Linked DNA regions of Macaca mulatta: regions 2 and 3 are each linked to region 1. A link is a contact called in public Hi-C data. All regions are on one chromosome and are shown on one strand. Each heading gives the region's core, a stretch centred on a gene start, on an enhancer-like site or on the middle of the called end of the contact. The rest is flanking DNA. Distances are from core to core; before and after follow the strand shown.

What was found. A called contact is a pair of places that touch in the nucleus more often than the background predicts.
Region 2: a contact with region 1 is called in a Hi-C map of fetal cortex germinal zone, with 2.7 times the contacts expected there. The contact joins the enhancer-like site here to the promoter of SALL1 in region 1. A contact is called at or near these places in 3 of 14 Hi-C or Micro-C datasets (cortical neurons, fetal cortex germinal zone and fetal cortical plate).
Region 3: a contact with region 1 is called in a Hi-C map of fetal cortex germinal zone, with 3 times the contacts expected there. The contact joins the enhancer-like site here to the promoter of SALL1 in region 1. A contact is called at or near these places in 4 of 14 Hi-C or Micro-C datasets (cortical neurons, fetal cortex germinal zone, fetal cortical plate and 1 more).

What each region holds. Positions count from the first base shown.
Region 1 is chr20:46,597,796-46,601,389 of T2T-MMU8v2.0, reverse strand. It overlaps SALL1 (spalt like transcription factor 1), which reads left to right and starts at 2,064. Exons shown (of 3, transcript XM_015126115.3): 1 at 2,064-2,330. The coding sequence starts at 2,255. It overlaps LOC106995014 (a long non-coding RNA gene), which reads right to left. Exons shown (of 2, transcript XR_013411595.1): 2 at 2,894-3,594. LOC144337940 (a long non-coding RNA gene) reads right to left here and starts at 1,914. Exons shown (of 2, transcript XR_013411593.1): 1 at 1,331-1,914.
Region 2 is chr20:46,890,887-46,894,281 of T2T-MMU8v2.0, reverse strand. No RefSeq gene overlaps it. Among named protein-coding and RNA genes, the nearest start is that of SALL1, 290 kb to the right of the region's middle. Within about 2 kb of position 1,436, at least 5 of the 40 cell types and tissues checked have an H3K27ac peak or open chromatin away from gene starts, as enhancers often do. A contact at or near this core is called in fetal cortex germinal zone, where this site is marked.
Region 3 is chr20:46,967,965-46,971,422 of T2T-MMU8v2.0, reverse strand. No RefSeq gene overlaps it. Among named protein-coding and RNA genes, the nearest start is that of SALL1, 370 kb to the right of the region's middle. Within about 2 kb of position 2,077, at least 1 of the 40 cell types and tissues checked has an H3K27ac peak or open chromatin away from gene starts, as enhancers often do. A contact at or near this core is called in fetal cortex germinal zone, where this site is marked.

The sequences.
Region 1 (3,594 bases), core at 815-3,314:
TATCAAAATCTACTGTACCCATCAGGACCTGGGGAGAAAGGGAGAGCGAGGCGGAGAGGGTGTGAATGTGTGTGTTAGGGAGTGCGCGAGGGCAGAAGAGAAGAAAGTAAGAGAAAAGGTGGAAAACGGACGATCAGGGAGAAAGAAGGGAGAAGTTATACCAATAAAAAAATAATAAAGTCAGCAGATGAAAAATAAACATTCACCAGCACACTAAAACACATTTACACCTTAAAAATAAAAGATTTAAGAAGCTAAGAGAAAGGTCCTTTACAGGAGCGCAGTACGGGTCCAGAGTACCCGAAGTCGGCTCGTGAGACTGGTGCCCACTTCGCGCGAACCGACCGTGTCACCAGCTAGACTGAAGGGCGCTCGCAAATTGGGGCGTCCTTATGAGCTCTCTCCTTTCCTGATCGCGAGATAGGGCAGGGATTGTGTATCTGCACCCCCCTCCTCCCCCATTACTCAGCCGAAGTTTAGTTTAGTTCTTCGGGCGCAGGACTTCGAGAACCTTGGAGCGAGGAGACCCAGAGGCGCGAGGGGAAAGAGCTAGGCTGAGCCGCGTACCGAGTCTCAGGTTCGCGGGCGCCTGAGCCCGGCAGAGGGATCGGGCTCCCGGCTCTGGGCCCTGGGGTGCGAGAAGGGAGGTTGCATCTCAGCTTCGGGGAGATGGTGATAGAGCGAAAAGTTTGGGCGAAGCGCTCGGCAAGTGCCCGAAAAGTGGAGGCGAGCTTCCGCGCCTCCAGGCAGCCTCGGACAGAACACCTTCCCACCGCCACCCCCCAACCCAGTTTCCCGGCTCTGGGCCGCCACCTCGTCCCCGAAGGCTGGGGCGCAGCCCCCTCCCCAGGGCGGGGTGCCCAGGGGTCCCGGGGACTGGCCCAGTCCAGTGCCCGGTCCGGCCGGGCCGTGTCTCTCCAGGCCGGGGCGGGCTGCTGCGCTCAGGGTGAGCTGCAGCCCCTCCCCTCCCCCCGGCCGGAGCTGAACTCGCAGCCCAGGCCGGTCCCCGCTCTCCGCCCGCCCGGGGCTCTGCGGCGCCACCGCTGCCGCCGCCTCCCCGCGGAGTGACGCGCCCTGCAGCCAACCGGGGCAGCCGGGGGGGAGGTCCGGGAGGGGTCCTGGGCGGAGCCGGGCCGCCCCCTTATCCCACGGGCTCAGGGCTGCTTCTCCCGAAAACTTCAGCCCTAATTGTCCTGGGAATGTCCGAGGTAGAGAAAGGGAGCGAGGGAGCAAGCAAGAGGCTGGAGAATCAGGGTCCCTGGCGGGGAGGGGATGGGGTGGCGGGAGAACTGCCCCTCCCCCCGGCCACAAACCCATCAGGTTCCCAAACCTTTCCTGGATCCTCTTCTCCGCGCCCCCGCGAGCCCGGGATCCAGGGGATGGAGAACTCGGGGCTGAGGAGCGCCGAGCCAGGCGGGAGGGAGGCCGAGCCGTGGGCGGGAGGCGGACCGGCGTGGGGCTGGCTCTTCCCCACTCGCTTATTTTTTTTTTATGGGGGTGGGGGTGGGCTGCTTTCTGGTAGCTCTTAAAGAAACGAAGAAACACTCACGAAACGGGACGCCCTCCCCCCAAATCCCGCCGCGGGACTCCCTCCCCCCGCGGGCCGGCGCGCCTCGCGCCCGAGTTGGGAAGTTCGCAGCGCGCCGCCAGCCTGAGTCCCCAGCCCCCGCCGCCCGGCCCCACCCCCCACCGGGGCGGCTCAATTCCGGGGAGGGCATGCTAATTTGGGTCGGCCCAGCCCGGGATAGGGGGGCGAAAGAGGGAGGGGAGAGGGAGAGGAGAGAGAGAGCGGGGGGCGCCGGCCGGGGCGCCGGGCCCGCAGTGGAGAGGAGGCCGGCCCCCGGCGGCCTGGCCGCGGAGTCCCGGGCGGTCGCAAAGAGGGTTAACCCAGTGTCGGGCGGCGCGGCGTGCAGAGCCAGCCCCGCGGCCGGCTTATTGGGCCAGCGCGCGGAGAGACAGGGGTCTGCAGCAAATCACGAACTAATTGATTAAGGCGAGCGGGTTTGAATAGCGCTGGCCCGGTGCCAATCGCCTTTCAAAGAGCCCCTCTATGATTAATCGCAATGCATTATTGATAATCATAATTATAGCAGGACACATGCGCGCTGTGCCCGGGGCCGGGGAGCCGGGGAGGGGGCGGGCGGGCCGGCGGGCGGGGGGAGCCGCCGCCGCCGCCGCCGCTCGATTTCCGTAATTTTGAGAAGATTTTTTTTTAGTAATTTTTTATTCTGCCCCAGCTGATGTTTGAGCCAGCATGTCGCGGAGGAAGCAAGCGAAGCCTCAACATTTCCAATCCGACCCCGAAGTGGCCTCGCTCCCCCGGCGAGATGGTGAGTGCTCCGGCCCGCGCCGTGGACACACACACACACACTCACATTCACGCACACTCGGATCCACGCACACGCGGCTGGCCCCCGCGCCCCCTACCTCGCCGCCGCCGCGGCCCCGATTGCTTCTTCCACTCGGCGTAATTTTTTTTTTTTCTTTTTAATTTTCAATTTGCCTTTGCTGGGCTTTCCCCCGCTGCCCCGGCGAAAGCGAGCACATCTCCCGGCAGGATCTTTCCGGAGTTGTTGGGTCCTCCCGGGGGAAGGAGGGCGGGCATGCCGGCCTGGCTTCTCCGTCCCGGCTTTTCCGGGGATCCCAGCCACCGCCGGGACCCGGGAGCCCCATGAGGCGTGGGTGCTGGCGGAGGTCGTCCCCGCCGGACCGCAAGGGGCCCCTGGCGCTCCCCGCGCCGCGCCCCGGGGCCCCCGGCCCGGCCTCCGCCTCCCGGCCCTGCTGCCAGCGGGAAGGAAGTTTACTTCGGGCGCTGGGCTGAACTCCGAGCGTGGGGGAGCTCGCTGCACCCCCACTCCCCGCCCCACGCGCACACTCCCCCTCGGCCCGCGCTAGAACGGGGTGCCTTTGGAGGTTCAGAGCTGCAAGAAGATGGGTACTGGTGTCGGGGCGCCCGCGCCTGACCTGCTGGGGTCGCGGCCGGGGTGGAGAGTGCCGCTGGCCGCCAGTTGTTCCGGAGACGGTGCAAACGGACGGGGGAAGTGTCGGGGTCTGGCTCGCAAAGTTTATCTCCGCATCTCTTCCCCCAACAATTGCACCCTCTGCCCCCCAAAATCTTTACGGTCTGTATGCGCCCTCTGCGGATCGTGGTGCCCCCTACTTCCAGGGGGGTCGGGGAAGAAGTCGTAGGATAGTTTTTCAGGTTTGCGGGTGACCAGCCAGAGTGGAATCCCCCCTGAAACAGGGGCACTCGCTTTCCCCCATGGAGGCGACAACTGTGGGTCCCGAAGGGGCTGAACAAGTCCAGAACAAAGTTTGTGTGTGGGAGCTCTGGCAAAGGGTGGAAGATATCCGGGCAGGGAGTTGGGGTACAGAGGGAGGACACCTGGAATCCCTCCTTGCTCCTAAAGGTGTTTCACTGTACCGGCCTCAAAGCTCCCAGGCCTAGCACCCGAGGCAATGCAGCGGCGCCCGGGCTCGGGTCCCCGGGTCGTCCCGGCGCGATGCTGGCCTCTCGGCTGCGGGAGAACGGACAAGGAGCAACCTCGGCGGGTTCTCAGCGGCTCTGGATGCCGCTCGGGATGCCCACGTCCT
Region 2 (3,395 bases), core at 187-2,686, 290 kb before region 1:
TCACAGTTAAGATTTGTCCAATTAAATTATAGAAGAGTTGGTGGATTCAAAAGGAGAGAGAGAGAGGTTGGGAGAATGCACTTCCAATTTAAAAAGAAGATTTCTAGTGTGATGGGAGACCTATAGTCTGATTAATTCAGTGCTAAGCATTTCTGCAGTTTCCACAAACTCATAGGTACTTAAGAATTTTTAACCCAAATGTAATTATAGGTTTTGATCATCAGGCATTGGTAAAATAAAGCCCCCTCTTTCCTATAAAAACTGAGGATAAAATATTTTGTTGTGAGGGAGCTCACTCAAACCCCACTTTTTCTCACTTCCATAGAGGACTACACCTTAGCCCAGAATCAAGACTCTATTAGAACTTTAATGGGCCATAGCAGTTTTGTTGTCCTGGGCCCTATTCTCCGTAAAAAATATATGAAAAATTATATTTTATAAGTGCATTGGCATAAAGGTGACTATAATGCAGGCTAGATTTATTTTTATTATAGTTATTTTATTTTGACTTTTAAAAGAAATTAAGCCAGGTGCAGTGGCTCACACCTGTATTCCCAACACTTTGGGAAGCTGAGGTGGGCGGATCACCTGAGGTCAGGAGTTCGAGACCTGCCTGGCCAACGTGGTGAAATCCCGTCTCTACTAAAAATACAAAAATTAGCCGGGCATGGTGGTGGGCACCTGTAATCCCAGCTACTCAGGAGGCTGAGGCAGGAGAATTGCTTGAAGCCGGGAGACAGAGGTTGCAGTGAGCCGAGATCGCACCATTGCACTCCAGCCTAGGGTACAAGAGCCATACTTTGTCTCAAAAAATAATAATAAAAAAAATAAAAGAAATTAAAACGGTAACATTCTAGTGGGCCCCTTGAAGTATGGTAGTCCCTAAGACATCCTGCCTCCTGTGCCCAGTGGATAAGTTGGCCCTGCCTGGAATGTCCCTTTATGAGCCAAAAGAAGGCCATGAGGCCAGTGAAGGATGGGTTCAAAATAACAGTAACGACGACACAGCAAGGCGTTTCATATCAGCTTGCGTGAAGCCCTGGTCTTCACAGCAGACTAACCTCCAGGTCCCGCAGCCCATGCCCACCCCCACACCAAAAAAAAAAATTGTTATTCTGACATCATTGGCCTGAAAGAATACCCAGTACAGTACACACTCTTTTGGAATGACGAGTTTTCTGCCTTTTCCTAAGGGGGATACTCAACCACAGACAAAAATGCATAAGGGCAGCAGAGAAAATTCATTTGTACAAGCTGGCCCCCCTACTGTGGAATTTTCAATTATATATATCTAATTATGGCTGTCAGTTGATGGATTCAGAAAAGACATTTTGGTCCCCCCCCTCCTTTTTTTTGTCTTTTCGTCATCTCTTCTGTTAGAATGATTATAGCACACTTACACAACTAATTGCCTTACTGCTGATTAGTGATACAATTATGCAGACCCGGCTCCTTGTGTGAACAACCATCTGCAGAGAAAAAAAAAGTGACACTATTCAAAAACTATCCATAATTTAACCAATGTTATTCCAATGCACTGAGCCCAGACAATCGTCTAGCTTTCATATTTCATACCCACCCTGGCAAGAGGAGGTTGGGTTTTGTGTGCCCAATTCACCTCTTTAGACACACTGTGAATCAGAAAGAAAGAGGGGAGAAGAAAGTACTTCAAATGTCAACCCATAGTGGGGAATTGAAGCGTGGTTAACGTCCATTCCTCCTTTGGGTAATTTTTCTTCAAATTTTATACCACTTGGCAATTTTTTGTTTCCTTTCAAACTGCTGAGAAAGTGCAGATGTTTCAACTCCCCAAAGTGGGGCTCGGGTTTGCTGGGTTTTTTTTTTTTTTTGTGGGCTGCTCTCCCCAATCCTTTTCTCTCCTTTCTCCCCCATAATGTTTTCAAAAAGAAAAAAAAAAAAAAGAAAGAGGAAAGAAAGAAAGGGTTTTAATAGAATCGAAGGACGCGGCTGACATATGACATTTCAATAAAGTGTGTCTTTTGTTCTCTAAGGCAACGTATACAAGACACCAAACTCTGAGACCTTAGGGGCCACAGGGAGAGAACAGGTGGACGGGGCAGGATGCTGTTTGCCCCGGGGAGAAAACAAAGAAAGCGATTTGGTCTTTCCCCATGAGCAAGGCAAGAGCAGCCCTGTCTGTGAGGGAAAGAAAGAGCCCATTAGAAGAGCAGGAAGGTTCAAAACTGTAAAGCAAAGTGCCAAATTCTCCCTTAGTTTTAAAATAAGATTGGAGGTTGTCAAGGCACAGAAAGAAGGATCCTGAGGTCTTAGAATGGCAAGGTTCTCTTTGATTTTGATATTAATGTAGAATGACTTTGTAGAGCAGAAAAAGATTCTGGGCCTTACAGAGAAACATTTAAAAAGAAATCCTAAGGGCTGGGTGTGGTGGCTCATGCCTGTAATCCCAGCTCTATGGGAGGCCAAGGGGGTGGATCACGAGGTCAGAAGTTCAAGACCAGCTTGGCCAACAGGCGAAGCCCCATCTCTACTACGAAAAATAGAAACGTTAGTCAGGCATGGTGGTGGGCCCCTGTAATCCCAGCTACTCGGCAGACTGAGGCAGGAGAATCACTTGAACCCGGGAGGCGGAGGTGAGCTGAGATCATGCCACTGCAAGCCAGCCTGGGCGACAGAGCGAGACTCCACCAAAAAAAAAAAAAAAGAAGAAGAAGAAGAAGAAGAAGAAGAAGAAGAAGAAGAATTCCTAGAGAATCAAGATTTCTGATGTCCATGATGCATCTATATCACCAGCAAAAGATGAGGGGAGATGGGGGCTGGGCCTGAAAACTTCATTTGGAGATGCCTCATCTCATGTCCCAGACAGAGGCCTTCTCTCAAAGCACCATTTCTGCAATATGGGCACTGCAGAACCTTTGAGGTCACCGATTCTTCCAGACCTTAGACATCATTCTGTCCTTGCTAAGACACCTGAGCCTGTGATTCGGTCTCTCTGCTTTTGCTTTTCTTTCATTCTCCTCTACTTAGCATTTTGTAACAAGTTTTTAAGCTTAATTTTCTGTGCCATTGTGTTGTTTCTTAAGGGCAGAAATTTTGATTTCCCAGTCCCTCTGAACTTCTTTCAAACAGTGATAACTGAAGCTCCTCAGGATGATCCCAGTATGTTCTCTGAAACATAAAAGATAAAGATATGTTGAGCCAGTTTTGTTTTGTTGGGTATTTTCTGATAGCAAAACTAATAATAGTAGTGACTCTTTCCTGAGAGCTTACAGTATGCCTCGTTCTTTTTTTTTTTTTTTTTTTTTTTTGCTTTATATTAATTACTTCATTTTGATCTTCACAAAATCCTTCAAAGTAGGTATTATAATTATCCCACCGTATGGAGGAGAATCCCTCAGATTAATGGAGTTGAAAAA
Region 3 (3,458 bases), core at 828-3,327, 370 kb before region 1:
CTCTCTGATACACACTGATAAAATTTCAAAGGATGCTGAAAGAGCTCAGCCTCCTCTGCTCCTCCTCAGAATGATAAGGGTGGGGGCTTTTTCCAACTCTCTACAAGCATCTTTTGACAATTCCGCAAAGGCAGTTTCTCAGTGAGGGGCATAAAGCAGATTCTGAGATCAAAGGGCTGCAGCTGGTAAAAACAGAGAGAAGATGCAGAGAAAGTGGCCAGAGTGCTAAGATCAGCCACCAACCTCCTGATCCAGGCCTCAGTTTCCCCATCTATGAAATGATGGGCTAATCAAGATGATGTCTCAGCCCTCACAACTGATTTTCTGAAACTTGGGAGCTCCTCAAACAGGTAATCTGACCCTGAGGATAGGGACCTATTTCACAGTCTCCTTTCTCTCTCCTACCACCTTGAATAATGCCTTTACCATAGTAAGAACTTAATAAATAAATATTTTGAATGGATCCATGCATGTGTGATGGGGTGACCTCTGTGGCTCTTTCTTTGTCTTTTAAAATAAAAGATTTATGGGCCAGTATTTGGGGAGGTGGTACTTCTCTTTCTTTCAGTCTTATAGAGTTGCTTCCAAAGACGAAATAAGAATGAATGACTGTAACAGCTAATATTTTTTGTGCTCAAGCACATTGCATACTTATTCTATCTCAAAACTTTCCTGTGTGGAGTGGTTGCTATCATCCTCACGCCACAGGTGAGGAAATGAAGACACAGAGATTAAGGGATGAGACATTCCGCAGTGTGTCAGCCCTAGCTCCTTTTGATGAAGAGTCCTTGTGTTTAAGCATCTTCCTTGACTGCAGGGAGTCTTGCTGTGACCCCACCACTGGCTTGCTGAGTGCCTTGGGTAAGTCAGTGTCCCTACCCAGTTAAAAAGTGCCCCTCTTGGCCAGGCACGGTGGCTCACGCCTGTAGTCCCAACACTTTGGGAGGCCGAGGTGGGCGGATCATGAGGTCAGGAGTTCAAGACCAGCCTGGCCAACATGGTGAAACCACATCTCTACTAAAAATACAAAAATTAGCTGAGCGTGGTTGTGGGTGCTTGTAATCCCAGCTACTCAGGAGGCTGAGGCAGGAGAATCGCTTGAGCCCAGGAGGCGGAGGTTGCAGTGAGCTGAGATCGTGCCATTGCACTCCAGCCTGAGTGACATAGCAAGACTCCGTCTCAAAAAAAAAAAAAAAAAAAAAAAAAAAAGTGCCTCTCTTGAGCTAGTGGATATCCCTGCTTCCTTCCCAGACTGGCATTTCAGACTTTTTTGTTCACCCCTCAGTTCTCAGCTCACATGGGCCCTCCTTAGGAAACTCTTCAATTCTGCCCTGCCCCATCCACTTCCAAGTAAGGCAAACCCTTATTGTAGACTGTCCTTTTCACTTATCTGTCTATATATTTATGTGAGTATTAAATTCATGGTCCTCTTTTCCACTACACTGCAAGCCTTCCTGTTGCTCATGTCTGTCTTGTTCATCACAGTACTACATCCCTGGCAATTTATCCCCAGACAAGTGCCTGCCATGAAGCCAATGCTCAAAAAATATTTGCCAAACCTTTGCAGAGGCCTCCAATGACTGTGAAATGCACAGACCAGGGAGGGCCAGTTTCCATGCCATGAGGAAGTGCATAACCCTAACTTGTTAGAGCAGCAAACTAAGAACCCCTGGAGCCTTAGAAGAGGATGTTGACAGTTAAAAGCAAGGCAAAACCAAATCACTTTGCAATCTCTTGTTTAGGAAGAGATGAGCAATATTTGTCTAGAGGGGAGCGAGTTCTCCTGCAGATATTCCCCAAGCGTGGTGATGGGAGAGCTGCTCAGCTTGTCTTTTTTTACACAGGCTGAGATGCAGGTGGAACTTGGAAGTGTCTGGTATCAAAATGCTGCTTGGGTAATTGAGCTACCCAAGCCTGTCTGGCGAGGAGGGGGATGCCATTCGGGATGCACACCATCCCCCAGGAACAGATCGTAGCAACCAAGCATGCCCCGAGGAGGGGGGTGCCTTTCTGGTTGTACACAAGAGCCAATAATGAAACACAATGAAGAGGCCTCCCTCCCAGCTGGTTGTGCACGCCCCATTCAGTTGGCTGGGATGGCCGTCTCCCTTTTAAGCGGACTCTCTCTTCCCCCTCGCCGCCTCCTCCTTGCTTGGTCCTTTAGTCACATACCAGACACGTCTCACAGAGCAGACCCGAAACTCCAGGTGGCAGAATCACAGTTTCATATAAATTAGGCGGGGTAATGCTGTTCAGACACATTTTTTTGTCTAAATCATGCAAAAATAGAACTTTCTCAGGGGCATAAATCTGGCCCAAATCTAAACCTGAATGTGCAATTGACTGGTATAGTTTATAGTACAAACATGGAATTATCTGGAAGTCTTCTACTTCCAAAGACCATAGCCCATTTTTTATCCAATCTGAAAGAAATTATTTATTTGCCATCTTTAAAAAATGCAAAAGTTGGTGCATGGCAAAGGGACCAGATGCAAGCCGTGATTCAACAGAAAAATGTGTCCTGCCCCAAACAGACACATACATCGCCCAGTGTGATGTAACATGAATCCCACAACTATGTACCAAGGGCACAGAAGTTTGGGCATTTAGCCTCTTTAAGGTAGATGCCTGCTCTGTTTTTCAAAATGGGAAAGAAAGGCAAAGAGAGGAAAAAAGTTGAAGACATAGAAGAAGAAAAAGAAACAAAAAAATAGCTTCACAACACAGTCAACAAAGAATCCAACACCCTCTAAATAATTGCCCATTAGGTATTATATATTGCATATTATTACATATATATTGTGTAATATAATAAGAGCATTGTTTTGCTGAAATCAAAGGAAGACAGTTTCTTCAAAACTTTATTTTTTTCACTTATCCCTATCCCTTTACTTTCAAAGTCATTGAGTAAATATGATGATCTTAAAGTTTTGATTCTAGGGTAGAGAGAGCTGTCCTAGTTCTCATGAATTTTACACCGCGATTTGGGAGTGTGAGCACCCACATTGAAGGACAGTCATCACTAATCAATACCTTTTCCCCCCACTCCATGGGATGGCCTTGGGAAATTTAAAATGGCAAAAAAAAAAAATGGTAATATCCTCTCTCACAAGTTGTTTAAATTATCCTGGCACTTTGCCATCAAACTAGTTTCATGCAATTCACAGTGACTTCAAAGAGTGCAGAAGAACAACCTGAGGGCTGCATTTCTGAAATAAATATATATATGTCAGCAGCAAGGAGGTGGGGGAAATGTTTCCTTAAGTAGAAAGAAAAGAAATGGCAATAGCCAAGCCCTAATGTTTGCCAGAAGGTTTGATATACCGATAAGTTATTTTTTAATGTAGCGTGTTCCTAATTCTTATTCAATGACAGTTGAAAATTGGGCATTTAGGTGTAAAAATAAAATACAAGGAGAAAATAATTAGAGAGAACTAAAAAAGGACCAGAGTAGGTGA